Regions from separate parts of the Macaca mulatta genome. Here region 2 is linked to region 1. The links are chromatin contacts, called in public Micro-C maps. All regions are on one chromosome and are shown on one strand. The core of a region is the stretch at or near the end of the contact, and the rest is flanking DNA. Distances in the headings are between cores, read along the strand shown.

The links. Hi-C and Micro-C count contacts between places; a contact is called where the count stands out from the background.
Region 2: a Micro-C map of CD4 T cells shows a contact between it and region 1, with 6 times the contacts expected there. The contact joins two enhancer-like sites. A contact is called at or near these places in 4 of 14 Hi-C or Micro-C datasets (CD4 T cells, blood, cortical neurons and 1 more).

Annotation. Positions count from the first base shown.
Region 1 is chr7:175,125,456-175,129,788 of T2T-MMU8v2.0, reverse strand. All of the region lies in intron 2 of PPP2R5C (protein phosphatase 2 regulatory subunit B'gamma), which reads right to left. Among named protein-coding and RNA genes, the nearest start is that of PPP2R5C, 20 kb to the right of the region's middle. Within about 2 kb of position 1,993, at least 7 of the 40 cell types and tissues checked have an H3K27ac peak or open chromatin away from gene starts, as enhancers often do. A contact at or near this core is called in CD4 T cells, where this site is marked.
Region 2 is chr7:175,236,333-175,240,506 of T2T-MMU8v2.0, reverse strand. PPP2R5C (protein phosphatase 2 regulatory subunit B'gamma) reads right to left here. Exons shown (of 15, transcript XM_015144500.3): 8 at 2,129-2,188. Among named protein-coding and RNA genes, the nearest start is that of DYNC1H1, 77 kb to the left of the region's middle. Within about 2 kb of position 2,291, at least 5 of the 40 cell types and tissues checked have an H3K27ac peak or open chromatin away from gene starts, as enhancers often do. A contact at or near this core is called in CD4 T cells, where this site is marked.

The sequences.
Region 1 (4,333 bases), core at 744-3,243:
CCCGCTGCCTGCCCCACAACACTGTGACCTGATGCTCCCACCAACTCTGAGGGGACATCTTCTTCCCTGATGGGACATCAGCTCAGGAGGGCAGGCTCTGTCTGCATGAGACACTGTCTGTCCCTGGGAAGGTGAGGTGACCTCCCTGAGGAACGAGCTGCAGAGCTGCCCAAAGCAGATGCCACCAAGAACTTGGGCTCAAAGAGGGGAAGAAGGAGAGAGAGGGGGAGAGAGAGGGAGGGGGAGGGGGAGAGAGAGGGGAAGAAAGGGAGGGGGGAGGTAGAGAAAGAGAGAGAGGGGGGAGAGAGGGAGGAGGAGGGGGAGAAAGGAGGGGGGAGAGAGGGAGGGGACAAAGAGAGAAAAAGGGGGAGAGAGGGAGGGGGACGGGGGAGAAAGGGAGGGGGAGGGGCAGAAAGAGAGGAGGAGAGAGGAAGGGGGAGGGGGAAAAAGAGGGGATAGAGAGGAAAGGGGGAGGGGGAGAAAGAGAGAAGAGGAGAGAGGGAGGGGGAGGGGGAGAAAAGAGACAGGGGGAAAGGGGGAGGGGAGAGGGGGAGAAAGACAGAGAGGGGGAGAGAGGGAGGGGAGGGGGGGAGAGAAGGGGGAGAGAGAGAGGGGGAGAAAGAGAGAGGGGGAGGGGGAGAGAAGGGGGAGGAGGAAAAAGAGAGAGGGAGGGGAAGCGGGGAGGGGGAGAAAGAGAGGGAGGAGAGAGGGAGGGGAAGGGGGAGAAAGAGAGAGGGGGAGAGAGAGGAAGGTGGAGAAAGAAAAAGCAGAAAGTGGGGGGGGAGAAAGAGAGAGGGGGGAGAGAGGGAGGTGAAGGGGGAGAAAGAAAGGGGGAGGGGGGAAGGGGGAGAAAGAGGGAGGGGAAGGGGGGGAGAAACAGAGAGGAGAGAGAGGGGAGGGAGAAAGGGAGAGAAAGGGGAAAGAGAGGGAGTGGGAGGGGGAGAAAGAGAGGGGAGACGGGGGGGGGGAGAAAGAGAAAGGGGGTGAGGGGGAGGGGGAGAAAGGGGGGAGAGAGGGAGAGGGATGGGGAGAAAGAGAGGAGAGAGAAGGAGGGGTAGGGGGAGAGAAACGGGGGGTAAGAAAGGGTGGGGAGAGAGGGAGTGGCAAGAGGGAGAAAGAAAGAAGTGGGAGAGAGGGAGGGAGGGAAGGAGAGAGAGAGGGAAGGAGGAACACAGGGAGAGAAGAATGGAGGGAAGGAGGGAAGGAGAGAGGGAGGGCGAGGGGCTCCCTTGGGAGCAGCTGCCCAGGGCGGGTGGGCGCAGACGAGGGTGCGAGAGGGAGCGGGTGCTGGGGCGGGATCCTGGGTGCCGCTCCGGGACGCCTGGCCACGGCCACGGCGAGAGGACGAAGCCCCCGAGACGGGACGGAAAGGAAACGGGAGAGCGCGGTTCGCGCGTGGCCAAGCAGAGGGTTGGAGGCGCAGCGCAGGAGGCCAGATCCGCATCCTCCGCTTCTTCCCCGGGGGGCCGGCTCCCCTCCTTCGGGCTCCGGGGCGAGGCGGGACCGCGTCCTGGGGCCCATGCCGGAGGTTCTGGAGGCGGCCGGGGGGGAGCTGAGGGTCTCCTTGGAAGGCCGCGACAGACGACACTCGAGAAAACGTGGTTGGGGCAGAGGGGTGCGTCAGGCGCCCAGGAAGGCGCAGGCTAGCTAGGACAGGGGCGGGGCGGCTGGGGGGCGGCAGGAGGGCCCGGCGGGAGCCCACACGGGTGCGCCCGGCAGCCTAGCGGCTCAGGGGCCAAAGCCGCCAAGGTCGCTGTGCCACCGGGAGACGCAGGGCGGGTTGAGGCTTGGGAGGGTGGGGAAGGTCTGAAGGGGTCCCTGGGCAGAGGACAGAAGCCAGGGTCCCGGGAAACACGGTGGCTGTAAACAAGCCCTCCTCCTGGGTGTCAGACACCACCAACACCGCTGGTTCGTGGACAGCCCGGAGGGGACCCTGCCGCAGCCCCGACACCCGGCTCCCTCCCTGCTCCTCGGATGTCCCGTAAAACTAAAACTACAGACTCCTCCGGTGGCGGCAATGCAAGGCACCTGCAGCTTGAGGGAGACAGCTAGGGAGGAAGGCTGGGGAGCGGCTGCCCGGCGTTTTTCCATGGTTCAGGCCGAGCTGGTGCATCCTTAGCTTACAGAGAGGAAAGCAGGGCTCAGGCTGTGGGGTGAGCGCCTGAAATCACCCAGTCAGTGCTGCGGCCAAGCCCGAGCCTCAGTCCCTGGACTCTGGGTCTGGGGTTGAGCCAAATGCTGGGCCCCAACTCCCCCTTACCCCCCACACCCGCGCAAGTCCATGCTCCAGTGCCTCTCAAAATCCTCCCTCTCTGCAATTTTATCAAACGGAACAAACTGCCACCACTTATGTGCTAAGGACTAAGTGATACGCCACTTAAGAAGTATTTTTAATGCCGGAAAGTCCAGCCTGAATCTGATCAAGCCCTGAGGTCTAACCACCAGTTCTTAGGAAAATACAAGAGAGAGGGGAGTGTGTGAACCAACAGGGATGCGATCTGCACGCAGGGAACGTGGGGGAATGGCAGGAGCTGTCCTCCCCGCAGCACCCGGCAGTCGCGCCACCACACTTCAGCCCAGGTGAGCCTCCGCTGTGGGCTCTGACCCTTACATGCAAGCAGCGCCCCCCACCAAGCGGTGACAACTAAGAACGTCTCCAAACATTGCCAAATGTCCCTTGGGGGGCAAAATCACCCTTGGTTGACTATCATATCCCTCAAATGTATGGGAACAACCTGATTTAACAATTAAATTTCAGGGAGAAGAAGGAGAGGAGGAACCAGCACATATCACAACCTAGTGTAATGTATGTGCCTGATTTGGATCTCAGGACTCAATTCAATTCAGGACTCAAACCAACCAACTGAAAAAGGGAGGAGGGGAGGGGAGATTTAATGCTTACTCCTGAGACTAAGCAATTGCAGTTAATATTCTTAGGTGTGACAATCACGTTCTGGTTCTTAGAGTCCTTGCTGAAGGACACCACAGGTGGGACTTACAAATAAAATATGATGACTGAGATTTGCTTCAAAATAATGTAGTGTGGGAAGAGGGCCGTGCCCGTGGAGGAGGAGGCCTGGATAAGACAAGCAAGCCGGGTTGCATGTGGATGACGGCCAAGGCTGGGCAACAGGGACCTGGGGCTTCCCTATATGATTCCCTCGACTACTGTGTATGTGAAAATAGTCCAAATGAACACGTTATTCCGCCCTGCATTAACCCCAGCTCCTGTAGACCAGACAATCAGAACACCTTCCCTCATCTTTCTCCCAATCATATTTTCAGTGTTGGTGGTACAGTGGTGACCACAGCTGCCTCCGATCATATTTTCATATGGTTACCGGACTGACTTTTCTAAAGGTCCATCAGACTACTGCCCTGCTCACGAGATGCCAGCGGCTCCCCACTGCCTGCAGGAGAAAGTTCAAACCCCAAAGCATGGGGTTGAGCTCGGCTGCTGTCTCCCCTACACTTATTTTTCCAGGACTCATCTCTCAATGTATGGAAGAGATGAGTCTCTCCTTTATTTCAGGAATGCTGGGCCACTCTCAGATTCTCAAATGTCTTCTGACCCTGCCCTGTTTCAATGCCTGTTTCTCCAGCATGAAATGCCCTCTTCCCGTTTCCAAACTCTCACCCCCACACAAAGCTTTTGATCTACTCAGCCTTCAGCTCTAGCTCAAACGCCATTCTCTTTAACGTGTTCCCCACTCCTCACACATGCAGTCAGGCCCCACAATCTCCTCAGTGTTCTTAGGAGGGTTCCCTTACACTTACGTCAGGCTTGGAATCCCATGTCTGCTTCTACAAAGAGATTCTGAGCTTGTTGAGAGCACGGACACATCTCATGTCCCCGTTATCTGGCAACACTCAGGAGGCTCCAGAGCTTGCTGCATCTCCTTCACACAGTCACCGTCTCTCAGGTCCTTAATTCCAGCCTTCACACAACCACTTCCATGCACACTTGATGTTCCAGCAATACCAAACTACTTGTCCTCCCAGACAAAACCTAGTTTTGTATGTCTTTTCAGACATTTTATTTATTTTTAATTTTTTTTTTTTTTTTTTTTTTGAGACAGGGTCTGTCTGTCACTCAGGCTGGAGTACAGTGGCACAACCATGGCTCACTGCAGCTTCAACCTGCTGGGCTCAAGTGATTCTCCTCCTTCAGCCTCCTGAGTAGCTTAGTCTACAGGCACTCGCCACCATGTCTGGCTAATTTTTGTGTTTTTTGTAGAGACAAGGTCTCACTACGTTGTCCAGGCTGGTCTTGAACTCCTGAGCTCAATCTTCCCACTGTGGCCTCCCAAAGTGCTAGGATTACAGGTGTGGT
Region 2 (4,174 bases), core at 1,042-3,541, 110 kb before region 1:
ACGGGACAGTTCACGCGGGACCCCCCACCCAGCACCTTCCCTCAGCCTTATCCATCTGTAGGAATTCTTGCTGCCTGGAGTAATTCAGATACGTTATTCTAATGCTGGTAACAGAGACCCGTGGACACTGGATGAGGGCTGGTTAAAAATCAGGGCCAGGCGCGGTGGCTCACACCTGTAATCCCAGCATTTTGGGAATCTGAGGTGGGCGGATCACCTGAGGTCAGGAATTCAAGACCAGCCTGGCCAAGATGGTGAAAGCCCGTCTCTACTAAAAACACAAAAAATTAGCCAGGTGTGGTGGCGGGCTCCTGTAATCCCAGCTACTTGGGAGGCTGAGGCAGAGAATTGCTTGGACCTGGGAGGCGGAGTTTGCGGGGAGCTGAGATCCAGCCACTGCGCTCCAGCCTGGGTGACAGAGCTAGACTCTGTCTCACACACAAAAAGAAAAACAAAACAACAAAAACAAAAACAAAAATCAGTTAGAAAGCTGTTCTCTTGTGCATGAAAAGGTGGTCCTACCTAGAGCCTCCAAAGCAAAGTTTTTGTCTCAAACAACTAGTTTATTGTCTTGGTTTTGTGATTAGGCAAACGGAAGTGACTGTCACTGAGCTGCAGAAGTAGACAGAGCTGTCTCTAACTTAGTCTTCCATTATTCACTCTGCTCGGCATAGCGGGCAATGCGGGAAGGGCGAGCCTGGAGCGGCCCATCAAGGAGGGTGTGCTCACTCACAGGGTCACCCGCAGGCTCAACCTCTTCTGGAAGAAAGATACAACTAATCAGTTTCTCGGTGGGAGCTGCACGGGGGCCCTACACACTCAGGGGCCCTATGCACGCAGCGTGGCGGGCTGTGGAACACACGTCATACAGTGCTCTGGTCCCTGCAACAACCTCGGAGGCAAATGCGACGATTCTCCCAGCTTATAGAAGTACCTGCCCACAGTCACACATCTTGCAAGCATCCTCTTCACCACTCACTGCACTGCACTGAGGAGAAACCCCACCCAAGTTTGTCTAAACTAAAAGTAGAATTGTCAACGAGGACATTTTTTCAAATTACATCTAAAATGGCAAGAATAGCTTTTCTCAGAACTACTGGGCGGGACCTGATCCACTGTGAGAAGAGAGTCTTGTGCTCAGGAGCTGCAGGGAGTCACCAGGTCCACCCAGAGCGCCAGGCTTCTCCACCACAGACTCCCGAGAACCCTGAGCTGCCCATCTACACTACTGCCCTACAAAGGTGCAGGGAAAAGCACTTCCACACTTACTAGCCATGGGACCCTGAGGACTCTGGCAAACAGTGGGTTAGAAGGTCTAATATAAAATCTACGCGTTATCAATTAAATAAAAGTGGCCAGGCCTGGTGGCTCATGCCTGTAATCCCAGCACTTTGGGAGGTGACGCGGGCAGATCACCTGAGGCCAGGAGTTCGAGACCAGCCTGGGCAACAAGGAAAAACGCCATCTCCACTAAAAATACAAAAATTAGCCAGGCATGGTGGCGGGCACCTGTAGTCCCAGCTACTTGGGAGGCTGAGGCAGCAGAATCGTTTGAACCAGGGAAGCGGAGACTGCAGTGAGCTGAGATGGCACCACTGCACTCGAGCCTGGGCGCCAGAGCAAGAGTCTCAAAAAGAAAAAGAAAAAAAAAAAAAAAAAAAAAAGGCGAGTAAAAACTTTACTTGGATAAAGATGATGAAAGTTTTGAAATGTTAATTATTTTATAAATATACATATAAAAACCCAAAGTAATTGAAAATATTAGCATTTACATGATACCCCAAATGCACAATCTATTCTTCCAAGCTTCTAATATAAACCTTCTTAGGTAACTATTTTTAACATTGCTCTTGAGGAAATAACCGGAATTGTTTCCATAGTAATGATATTGAGGTATACGAAGCAGAATCTACGTACAGAACCCATAAAAATGGGAGAGAGTTGTCATTTGGCATGTTCTAATCTAAGAGCTCACCAACTCCTGCTCTAAGTGAAATTTTATTTGAGTTCTTTTAGAGAATGGTTTAAACTGCCTTGCTTTAAAGGGGGCAGCCGAACTCAATGAAATGGATCACTCTGGTATAAATTCCATCCACAGCCGTTTGCTACCCATAACACAGAGGCTTACCTTCCCAATATTTCCAGTAACTCTGCTATGCCATTATGATGCTCTGTTTCATAAATAAACCTAGAAAAAACAATTTTCCAATTAGAATTGGACACTGAACTAACGTGAATAAGAAAACAATGCCCTAGGGGGAGCCACGGAGCCAGGTAACAAGAAGCGCGTCTATTTGTGCAAACACACAGCCCGTCAGGAACCAAAGAAACTCCTCAAGGCCTGCAGCTGTAAATGCCTCAAGGGCAGGTCTTGCACAAATGTTTTTCTCAATATTTTATTTTGAAAAATTTCAAGCATCTAGGAAAACTGAAAGAATTCTACAGTGAACACCCATTTCAACACCCAGATTTGACCACGAGCAATGCGCTCCATCTGCTTGATCACATACACATCTGTTCATCCACCTTTTACTCATTCGTTAACCCATCTTACGTTTCAGCCATATTTCAACATAAGCCTATGTCTTAATTTTAAAGCCTGCAATATTTAGCACAGTTCCTGCAAAGGGTAGGAGTGATTCCTGAACACCTCTGATTCTACCTGCCCAGTTTCCCACTGACACCCACACACATCCTCCGCGCTGCTCAGGTGTGATCTTTCTGAAGCACCCATCTGTGACAGACCCCGCTCCCTTCCTCTGAGAAGTCTCTGTCCACTGCACTGCTTCTAGGGGACCCCCGGGACAGGCACCCCACCCTCTGCGCCAGCCCGTCTCCCTTCAGATGGGGCCACCATCTCGTGACTGTGTTCCCGGGACTAGGAGCAAGCCTGGCATCTGTTTGATGATGAAAACACGTCTGCTGAATAAACTGGGGACAAGGAGAGGGAACAGGGACATGTGAGGAAACAGGAAAATGTCCTCCCCAAAAAGGGGTCCTACAGAAACAAAGGAATCTCTCCTGCCCCAAGCCTCGAGCACCTGGGGTTGGTCTAGAGCAGCCCACGAGGGGTGTCCTGCATGAAGTGAGAGGGTCTGAAAGATCCCTGCCCATCAGATGAAAACCATTTGATTCGAGACAGCTCTAAGTCAAAAATAAGTTTGAGAAGATTAAAAAATTCAACTCTGGGCCGGGCGCGGTGGCTCAAGCCTGTAATCCCAGCACTTTGGGAGGCCGAGACGGGCAGATCACAAGGTCAGGAGATCGAGACCAGCCTGGCTAACACGGTGAAACCCCGTCTCTACTAAAAAAATACAAAAAACTAGCCGGGTGAGGTGGCGGGCGCCTGTAGTCCCAGCTACTCGGGACGCTGAGGCAGGAGAATGGCGTAGACCCGGGAGGCGGAGCTTGCAGTGAGCTGAGATGCGGCCACTGCACTCCAGCCTGGGCGACAGAGCGAGACTCTGTCTCAAAAAAAAAAAAAAAAAAAAAAAATTCAACTCTGAAATTTCATTCACTTTGTTTGAAACAAATGAAATAGAGTGACCTTAACATCCACAGGCGTGAAATATTTTTGAAGAATGGGTCTTAACATTTCTATGTTCCCAAACGATCAGAATGCACTGAGAGGTGGTGCTTGAATTGGGTCCTGAAGGAGGATTTTAACCGATTTTTTTTTTTTAATGGCAGTGTGGACAGGGAGAAGAACTCTGGCTGGAACAAAGGTCGGTGACGTGGAGTTGGGTGGGCAAGATGCGTGGAGAGGGTGGAAGGCCAGCTTAGAAAAACCGAAATCTGGCCGGGCACAGTGGCTCATGCCTGTAATCCCAGCACTTTGGGAGGCCGAGGCAGGCAGAACACCTGAGATCAGGAGTTCGAGACCAGCCTGGCCAACATGGCAAAACTCCATCTCTACTAAATATATAAAAATTAGCCGGGTGTAGTGGCACATGCCTGTAATCCCACATATTTGGGAGGCTGAGGTGGGAGGATCACTTGAACCCGGAAGATGGAGGTTGCAGTGAGCTGAGGTGGTGCCACTGCACTCCAGCCTGGGCAACAGAGACCCTGTTTCAAAACAAAACAAAACAAAACAAAAAAACCCGAGATCTGCTCTTGCAGGCGCCAGAAAGCAGAACCGTTAGCAGCGAGACGCAGCAGCACAACGACGCAT